Linked DNA regions of Mus musculus: region 2 is linked to region 1. A link is a contact called in public HiChIP or PLAC-seq data. All regions are on one chromosome and are shown on one strand. Each heading gives the region's core, a stretch centred on a gene start, on an enhancer-like site or on the middle of the called end of the contact. The rest is flanking DNA. Distances are from core to core; before and after follow the strand shown. Region 1 overlaps Abcc3 (ATP-binding cassette, sub-family C (CFTR/MRP), member 3). Region 2 has its middle 2.7 kb from the start of Gm11541.

Region 1 (5,021 bases), core at 348-2,847:
GTCCTGCCTCTTACCGTCGTTAAGGAAAACGCAGGGAACGCCGCACAGCTCTCCAAATCATTGGCAGCTTCCTGGCCTGTGTGATCTTCCAGCCTCAGTCTGCCCTAAGACCCTGGCCTGGGACCTGGTCACCTTCAGCTGTTCCTTCTTCACTTGCCTCTGAACCCTCACTGCCCCGGTGCGGGTTTAGCTCTGATTATACTGTCTCATCAAAGTTCACCTTGACTTCCTAATTAGAACTGTGACCCATTGCAGGCCTCGTCTTAACCCTGCACCTGTCCCTTGTCCATTTTATTTTCTCCACAGCCATGACAACCTTCTCTCACTTGATACAAGTGAGCTGTGTTTCAGTTATCGCTTTTCAACCTTCTCCTACGACAGTAAGTGTTCCTTGAGGACAGGTTTGCTAAAGGACAGCTTTGGTTCACCACGATGCTCCTCACTGCCTAGAGTTTGCAACCTGCCCACCTCAGCCAAATGACTTTGGTCCTTCTTCAAGGAAAAGCACCGAGGCAGGACTTCCAGAGCTCAGCTTCACCTTCACCTTCCTACCTGCCTGCCCATGGCTTCTGGGCACTTAGCCCAGAAGGCACATACTCTCTCTACACCGACTGAACAAAACACACGAGTGAATGAACTAACGTGCTCTCCCGGGCCCCAGCTTCCGTAGCTGAACACCAAGACAACATCATGCTGTTTCTCTGGCACTGAAGCACCATCCTGACAACCAAAGGGGCCTCGAGACTAAGGCACTAAAGTATAAATGACAGAGAGGACAGAGTCAGTTGTGGTCATTTCCTGGATCCACTCAGACAGGGTGGAGGGTGGCTCCTTAAAACTCCTCTTCCATTCCTGGTCCGAAGAGCACCAGCTGGGAGGCAGCCCAGGCCCACAGCCCCGCCTGCCGACGGCCACTTGGTTTCCACAGCAACAGCAGCTTCCTAAATACTGAGATTAAACAGCTGGATGGAGCCGATAAGGTGGAAGGTCCGGCACCCAGAATGGACCACAGGGCAGATGCCCCTTCATGGGCACCGAGGCTGAGATCCTTTGTAGGCTCAAACCAGTGGCAGGGGGAGGGGCATGAGGACTCCAGAGTTCTCTGTCCCACTTCTGTCAGCAGTCTCCCAGGCCTCAGGCTGCTGACAGGCTCTGTCTAAAGAAGATTCATTACTTCCTCAATCCCATATGGGGGGGGGGCGGTGGGTGCATCTGTGCTAGACAGCTCCTGAGGTCACTGCGAAGGGACCGACTGGCAAGATCATCTATCTCAGCAGAAATTGGAGGGAAGGGAAGCAGGCACCTTCTGATTCACCACCACCTCCCCCCCCCCAGCCCTCCGTGAGCTACTAAGACAAAAACAGGAAGCCTGAGAGGCCACAGAGGGCTATGCTGGGTCAGCCTCTAGCTTGAAGGCAGGACACACCTCTCACTCCTGTAAAAGACCTGGCATCCCGGGAAGACTTTGGTTATTGAGTGTCACTGTGTGCCAGGACTTCTGGGACCCATGGGTAACCTGGAACTCAAGCTCTGACAATGCAACCCAAGACCTAGGCTCCTTGGGTTCGACTGTGCCTCCCAAGTGCCCTGTCAGCGCCAGTGTGACATCAACACACTCAAATCACACTGCCAGCCCTCCCCTCCTGCAGTTCATCCATGCACCTGGGGCGTAGGGATTGTCAAAACCAGGCAATGGACCAGCTGAGTTCTGGAAGCAAAGGGGATTAGAAACTGGACTGTCTGGTTTGGAAGAGAAATTTAATCTAGGCTTGAGATCTCATTCCCACCCACACTCTGCCCCACAGCTCAGCTCCCTGGACCAACTGCAGAAAGAATAGTTCTAGGTGGGCAAGAGGAGAGCACAGCCGGGTGTCCTGACCCCGAGGTACCTATACAGGGAGGGGGCAAAGGCACAGACTTTCAGCCCTCACTTCAAAATTAGGCCATTTGTACTCCAAAGCCCTTTCGTTTGCTATTGTTTTAAGATTTTTTTAAAAATTATTCATTTATTTATTTATTGACAAGTACACTGTCACTGTCTTCAGACACACCAGGAGAGGGCATCTGATCCCATTACAGACAGTTGTGAGCCACCATGTGGTTGCTGGGAATTGAACTCAGGACCTCTGGAAGAGCAGTCAGTGCTCTTAAGCACTGAGCCATCTTTCCAGCCCCAAGATTTGTTTTTGTAAACTCTGTAGACCAGGCTGACTTCAGAGATTGGCCTGCCTCTGCCTCCCAAGTGCTGGTATTGGAGGCATGTGCCACCATCTCCTGGCCTTATTGTTATAATTTTTAATCATGTATAGGTGTGTCTGTGCATACATGAGTGCATGAGACTGCAGGTACCCGAGAAGGCCAGAAGTTGGATTCCCTGCAGCTAGTTAGGCGGTCATGAGCCACTTAACATGAGCTCTGAGTATTGAGTTCCAGTCCTTTGGAAGAGCAATAAGCATTCGTAACCACGGGAGCATCTCTCTAGCCCCTGTTTGTTTTGTTAGATAGTTCTTATATAGACCAGGTTGACCTCAAAGTAAGTATATTTCTAAGAAAGACCTTGAATTCCTGATCCTCCTGCCTCCGAATGCCAAGTGCCAGGATTTATAGGTGTGGTGCTTATAATCAAACACCAGCTTCATGAATGCTTGGCCAGCACTCCTCCAACTAAGCTGCGTCTTTAGCCCCTTGGTTGTTTTGAAACAAGATCTTACCATCTATGGCCAGGGATAGCCTCAGCCTCAGGGCGATCTTTCTGCTCCAGCTTTCTGAGTACTGGGATTGCAGGTGTGGCAATAAGACCATTTGGGAGAGTGAGGTGGGGAGGGGAAGTCAGTCCGTTTGGCAAAGCTTCCTCTCTCAGGTTACATCCCTGACTCACTTCCTTTCCTAAGTTTCTCCCTTTAGCTCAGGCCCAGGGAACAGGAGGAGACGGTCTAGGACCACAAGGAACCAAATCTCCCACCTAGAAGCCAAGAACTCAGAGACCAAAACTAATAAGCCTGAGGTTCGAGATCTCCAGCTTTAATGAAAAGGGTTTTCCAGGTCCCTGTCCTGGCAGGGAAGATTAGGTCCCTGGAAGGAGATGGTATCTAGCAGGCTTACAAGTGGGCATCTTCCACCCACCTGTCCATTCAGCAGCCATCCTGTTCCCAGCATCTTTGCATGACATTGTTTTCATATGGGAGCCCAGATGCATCGAAACTTGAACCTTGTCCATTGCTGTGCCTACATGTGTTGGGCAACAATCTAATAGGAAACCTTGGAATCTATAATACCTATAGCCCTAATGTTTAGAGCACCTTATTTACGGCCCTGGACCACAAGCTCATCCTCCCGGAATCGTCACCAGGCAGCTGCAGACCTGAATGCTCTCCCCAACCCCCCCCCCCCAAACCACCTAAGCTCAGCTAGACTCAAAGAAGTTGAGTGACTTCCTCACATCAATGACAGAATCGAGATGAACCAAAGAAGGAGCCATGGAAATGGGTCTTCAAGGTACCGGCGCTTAAGTCCCTCCTTAGGTGGCAGGATAATTATCTTTTCCATATGGGCTTGACCCCTATAAAACCCATGGGACCAAGAGCTGCTGCCAAGTAGACTTAAGTCTGGGACAATGAGAAGGCCAGGAATGGAAGGGTCCAGGAATCAGAAAAGAGGAACTGGAAAAATCACCATTGACTAAAATGTCCCTCGTCCCTAACTCACAGAATCCGGAGTGAGGACCATCTGCTGTCCTTGCTTGGGTTTTCTTCCCACGAAGTGGGTACTTGTACATCTCAAGTGCCAACTACTTTTTAGGCAGTCTGGATAATTCTGTATACACGCAAAGTGAGCCTTTGGCTTCCTATGCGAGAGTCTGGGATCAAGCTTAGTTATGCAAACAGACTAAACTTTTTGAGAACCAACAGTCCAGGCCTTTCTATGCACTCCCTTCACCCCAGTGAGGTCTGTCTAACCTGTCCCAAAACAAACAGTGGTCCTCTGGGGGCATGGGGTAGCCAATCAGAACAGAGAGAATTTCCAACCTCCTCTGTCCTTGATCTCTTGCATCTGAACTCTCTCTCCAATTTTTGGATGTGCTCGTTTGTTTTGTTTTCCAGACAGGGTTTCCTCTGTGTAACTCTAGCTGGCTTGGAACCCACTCTGTAGATCAGGCTGGTCTCGAACTCACAGAGATCCATCTGCCTCTGCCTCCAGAGTGCTAGGATTAAAAGCGTGTGCTAACACTGCCAGGCTTTGTTTTTGAGATAGGATCTCATGTAATCTAGGCTGACCTCAAATTTGCTGCATAGCTAGGGGCTATCCTGTTCTGATTCTCCTGCCTCTACCTCGCAAGTATGATATCATAAGCATGTGCTACCATGTCCTGTTTGTTCTTTGAGACAGAGTCTTCCTCTGGACTACTTCTTTCGGAGCTTCTTTTCACACAAATTTAAGGTGTACTCTGAGATGTTGATAATATGCCCAAAGAGATGGGGACAGGGAGTGTGAAGGAGACATGTCATGGCACCTAGCATGTGGTGCGTGTGAACATACAGGTGTAGGTGTGTCTACAGGATCACAAGTCCCCAGATTGACACTCATAGGGGGACTGAGGCTGAAACTGTAGCAGGCATTAGCTTCCTGCTCTCCTGCTGGAGCCGAGCCTCTGTCCCAGCAGCCTGCCAACTCTTTGCTCGAAGGACCATGGCTTTAAACACATGGCAGTCTGACCTCATTCCTCGCTGTCTTCCCACCAGTCAACAGGATTAGCTGGGCCTGCCAACAGAGCTTCTTGCTTCTCAACTTAATTTCACATTCTCTATTTCATTTGATCACCATAAAAATCTTGCAAGGTAAGCAGCAGGTGGCTCATTTCCTCATCTCACAGGTGAAGAAAGGCCATCAGAAGCTAGGGAAAGTCTAAGTAAACAAGGGGCCCAGTCCCTTTTCTTCTCTGTTTGGTTTTTCCCTGGCTACTCCCAGTTACTCCTCACCACGGCTCCTAAGGTTCAAAGGTATAGCTGAATTATATATGATGC
Region 2 (4,666 bases), core at 1,711-4,210, 320 kb after region 1:
AAGTGGTTTTGGATGGAGGTGACATACAGGAGGAGCAGTTCTCAGCAACAGTTTCCTTAAACCTGTGGCCCCACTTGAGCCAATCCTGGTGTGGTGGTTTGAATAAAAATGGCCTCCATAGGTCCATAGGGAGTGGCACTATTAGGAAGTGTGGTTTTGTTGGAGGAAGTGTGTCACTGGGGATGGGCTTTGAGATCTCAGATGCTCAAGCCAGGCCTAATGTCTCACTCCCTTTCTGCTGTCTGCTGATCCGGATGTAGAACTCTCAGCTACCTCTCTAGCACCATGTCTGCCTGCAAGACACCATACTTTCCATCTTGGTGACAATGGGCTAAACCTTTGAACTGTATGCCAGCTCCAATGAAATGTTTTCCTTTCTAAGGGTTGGGGTCATGGTGTCTCATCACAGCAATAGAAACGCTAAGATACCCTGTAAATGTCACTTTTATTTCTTCAGACGATGGGATGAAACGAGAGCTGTATCCAAGCTGTGCAAGCACACTACTAGGGCTGAGCCCAGAACATTTCCTTCTCTTTTCTAATGATACTTAAGCCTAGGCCAGGAAACTTCTAGCCTCTGTACAATCTAATCTTCCAAGTTAATTGACTCAATCCAGCTTCCCTCAGCTTCTGACTGAATTGTCCTACTTGGCTTCATACTAACTTTGGCAATATGTTCTAATCTTCTTGTTCCTTTTCATTCTCTGGCTTGTTCTGTCTTCGCCTGTGTCTAGCTTATTCTGTCTGCAACCTGTCTCTGTAAAATTGTCCTGTGAAACATCTATGCACACATCACACCACCTGTGTGTAGCTTCTTCTCTCTCCCCCTGCTGCTCTTAAATAGTCTCTCTTCCCTGTGCTCTTTCTGTGAGTTGGACATATTCTATCTCTGACTCGTTCTGTCAGATCTTTCTCTGATTCATCACTTTGTCTGCCCCTCAATTAGACATCCCTTTCAAACATGGCTGCTTCTTTTTACAAACTAACTTTAAGGGCATGTCTGTATCCCAGCCATACCATGCATATCATATCCAAGATATGTCTGCATTCTGGCCAGGTCATGTAGACCTAGAAGGTCTTTGGATATGATCCCTTGCCAGAGCAGTTATATTGCTGGATTTCTCTAAAATGGCCTGGTGAGATGGCTCAGTGGGTAAGAGCATTGACTGCTCTTCCAAAGGTCCTGAGTTCAAATCCCAGCAACTACATGGTGGATCATAACCACCCTGAGATCTGATGCTCTCTTCTAGCACGTCTGAAGACAGCTACAGTGTACTTATGTAAAATAATAAATAAATCTTTGGGCAATCAGGGACTGAGCGAGTGGGGTTGACCGGAGTGAGCAGAGGTCCTAAAACTCAATTCCCAACAGCCACATGAAGGTTCACAACCATCTGTATAGCTACAGTATACTCATTTAAATAAATAAATAAGTAAATAAATCTTTTAAAAAAATTCTTCTACAATACCTGAATACACCCCTCTCATAGATAGCATCTTGAGTTGTTATTAGACCTGGCTGAGTTTTATGGTCTGGTTCATCTAATGTGTTTATCTCTTGAGATAATCATATCTTGTGACATCCCTGGTCACATGGTCACCCAATGTCCTATGGTCCGATGCTGTGAGGATTAATTTTATATGTTAATATGACTCAGCAAAGGAATGCCTGGAAACTGCTGATCATTTTGTGGTGTGTCCATAAGGAAGTTTCTAGAAGAGAAGAACATTTGACAACTGAATGTAGAAGACCCACCTCTACCTACATGGTGATCATTGTCTAGTACACAGAGGGCCAAACAGAAAAAAAGGTAACAAAAGAGGGAACTTTCTCTTTTCTTAACTGGGACATCCATTTCCTGTGGACATTAAAACCTTTATTCTAGGCTGACGAGATGAGTCATTTGCTGCCAAGCCTGGTGACCTGAGTCCAATCCCCAGGATCACATGGTGGCAGGAGACAACTGACTCCTGCAAGTTGTCCTCTGACCTTAATATGTATATGGCCCTTCACCCCACAAATAAATGAATAATGTAATAATTTTTTTAAAAAATTCTGGTTCTTAGCCGGGCGTGGTGGCGCACGCCTTTGATCCCAGCACTTGGGAGGCAGAGGCAGGTGAATTTCTGAGTTCGAGGCCAGCCTGGTCTACAGAGTGAGTTCCAGGACAGCCAGGGCTACACAGAGAAACCCTGTCTCAAAAAAAAAAAAAATTCTGGTTCTTGGGCTAGAGAGATGGCTCAGCAGTTAAGAGCACTGGCTGTTTGCTCTTCCAGAGGTCCTGAGTTCAAATCCCAGCAACCACATGATGGCTTACAACCATATGTAATGAGATCTGATACCCTCTTCTGGTGTGTCTAAAGATGGCTACAGTGTACTCTATGTACAATAAAATAAATAAATAAATATTTAAGAAAAATTTCTGGATTTTGGTGCTTTGTGTGTCAGAATACTGGCAACCCCTCTGAGTCCCCGGTCTACAGCAGCTATGGAGTGAAGACCTCTGTCCCCTGGCTTTCAGATCATCAAATACACAATCATGTCACCAAGTCCCTTGATTCTCCAACTTGTCTTGGGGCCAGCACACCAAGGGATTTCTCAGCCTTAGGAACTGTGAGAGCCAATTCCTAGCTTAAATCTCTTTCCATGTTTCTCTGTGAATAGTGTTGGTTCTGGCTTTTTGTTGTTGTTGTTGGGGGGGGGGGTTATTGGGCCAGTACAGATGCATGCTGGGAACTGATGCTAAACTGATGGTCACACCATCAAGTCACACCCAGGCAGCCACGCTGGGCTCCTCCCTGCTGGTACTTTCTGAACACTTCCAACGGGATCTCTTCCTATCACAGCTGTAGTAGCTACTCTCTCAGTGCTGTGCCGACACACATAATGCTGACTCCATAGTTCAAGGGTCCATCACGACAGGGAAGTCATAGTGTTGTGAGCCTGAGGAAGCTAGTCACGGTGAATCCACAGACAGGAAGTGAGAAGCAGGATTTCCCCTTTCTATGCAGTAGTATCCCAGACACTAGGCATAGCACCATCCACATCGAGGATAAGACTTCACCTCAGACGACCAAGTCAAGATAATTCCTTAAAGACTTTCCCAGTAAATTGTTTCCAGAGTGACTCTAAATCTCATCAAGTTAAAAAAAAATCAAGATTAACAGTCATAATAGATCTCTTTAGAGCTAGAAAATGCTGGGCACTAGATACATAAGGCCTTAAAGGCAGAAGGCATGGCTTGCCACAGAGCATTTTCCTCCTCTGGTCCTGCCCAGTAAGTGGATCAGAAGGAGATGTCAAGCTTGGCCATGGGCTTCCATTATAACAACGGGGGACAGAAAATGAAGCAGTTTCCCCCATTTCTTGGAGGAGCATCCATGCCTGGTCCCTCTGGGCTTCCCTATCATCATGGTTTTTCCACATCTTTACAAGGTTTCTCTCCAGCTCACTTGTTTTACCTAGTGTTTTCTTGAATTTGCCACTTTGCCCTTCTCTGGCTTGAGCAGCATGACACCATCAATAGTGTGATGCATCTGTGCCACTGTGCAGAGACTATGGTCCCTTTGTACCTCCTTCTAACAGAGGACAGGAGTTAGCATCACCAGAGGCTAGACTGCAGAGCTGTGCTGTTGATAATCACCTTACTTGATAGTGAGTGGAGTGGCCCTGGTTAGCTCTTAGTTAGGGTTTCTACTGCTGTGGCCAAACACCATGACCAAATCGACTTGGGGGAGAAAGAGTTTATTCCAGCTTAAAACTCTCAGGCCATAGTTCATCCTCAAAGGAAGTCAGGGTAGGAACTGAAGCAGAGACCATAGAGGAATGCTGCTTACTGACTTGCTCATGGTTTGCTTAGCCAGTCGTCTTCTTCTTCTTCTTCTTCTTCTTCTTCTTCTTCTTCTTCTTCTTCTTCTTCTTCTTCTTCTTCTTTTCCCCCAAGCTGGCCTTAAACTCACAGAGACCCACCTACCTCTGCCTTCCAAGTGCTGAGATCAAAGGCATGTGCTACCACCACCTTGCTAAGCCTGTATTCTTACAGCACCCAGAACCACCAGCCCAGGGCTGGCAATGCCAGCTCACAGTGAACTGGGACCTCTCACACTAATCCCCAAATAAAAAATGCACCATGGGCTTGCCCACAGGCCAATTTGGTGGCAGTATTTTCTCAATTTGGTTACCCCTTCCAGAATGACTCATATTTGTGTCAAGCTGGCATAAAACTAGCCAGCATGTCCTCTTTCTTGATGGGGATGGGGAAGACTGTACTGTCAGCTAAATGGATCATTAATACTGTCTGAGCCAGTATTAATGTGCTCTAACAAAGATAACCCCCAGTACAGCAACAGGGATTGAGGCCAGAGCAGCACTCGGTTTGTTGGAGTTGACCATCATCCTTTTGGGTTGAGATGAATAGGAGGCAATGCTGGAAGTCATCCTCTCAGGGTGCCATTAATCTCTGCAGCCCCCATGGCATGCAGTGTGGGTTTTGACCAGCTGAAGTGGGAAGCAATTCCAACTGCTCACTCTGGTGGCTGTTTCTCTAAAGGCTAAAGGACCAATGGGAGGGTTCAATTACCTCTAGCTGTGTCAATTCTGCTGAAATATTAGACTGTCAGGTGGAGCTGTGGACCTAGCAGATCCTGTGTCAAGCTGTCACAAACT

Evidence for each region. HiChIP or PLAC-seq counts read pairs in DNA pulled down with a chosen protein or histone mark.
Region 2: a contact with region 1 is called in an H3K4me3 HiChIP or PLAC-seq map of bone marrow-derived macrophages, with 6 times the contacts expected there. The contact joins two enhancer-like sites. A contact is called at or near these places in 2 of 39 promoter capture datasets (cranial neural crest and embryonic stem cells), 1 of 484 Hi-C or Micro-C datasets (extraembryonic endoderm stem cells) and 1 of 115 datasets of contacts at active chromatin or transcription factors (bone marrow-derived macrophages).

What each region holds. Positions count from the first base shown.
Region 1 is chr11:94,385,229-94,390,249 of GRCm38.p6, forward strand. The region is part of intron 1 of Abcc3 (ATP-binding cassette, sub-family C (CFTR/MRP), member 3); the gene reads right to left. Among named protein-coding and RNA genes, the nearest start is that of Abcc3, 5.3 kb to the right of the region's middle. Within about 2 kb of position 1,598, at least 146 of the 459 cell types and tissues checked have an H3K27ac peak or open chromatin away from gene starts, as enhancers often do. A contact at or near this core is called in bone marrow-derived macrophages, where this site is marked.
Region 2 is chr11:94,704,906-94,709,571 of GRCm38.p6, forward strand. No RefSeq gene overlaps it. Among named protein-coding and RNA genes, the nearest start is that of Gm11541, 2.7 kb to the left of the region's middle. Within about 2 kb of position 2,961, at least 8 of the 459 cell types and tissues checked have an H3K27ac peak or open chromatin away from gene starts, as enhancers often do. A contact at or near this core is called in bone marrow-derived macrophages, where this site is marked.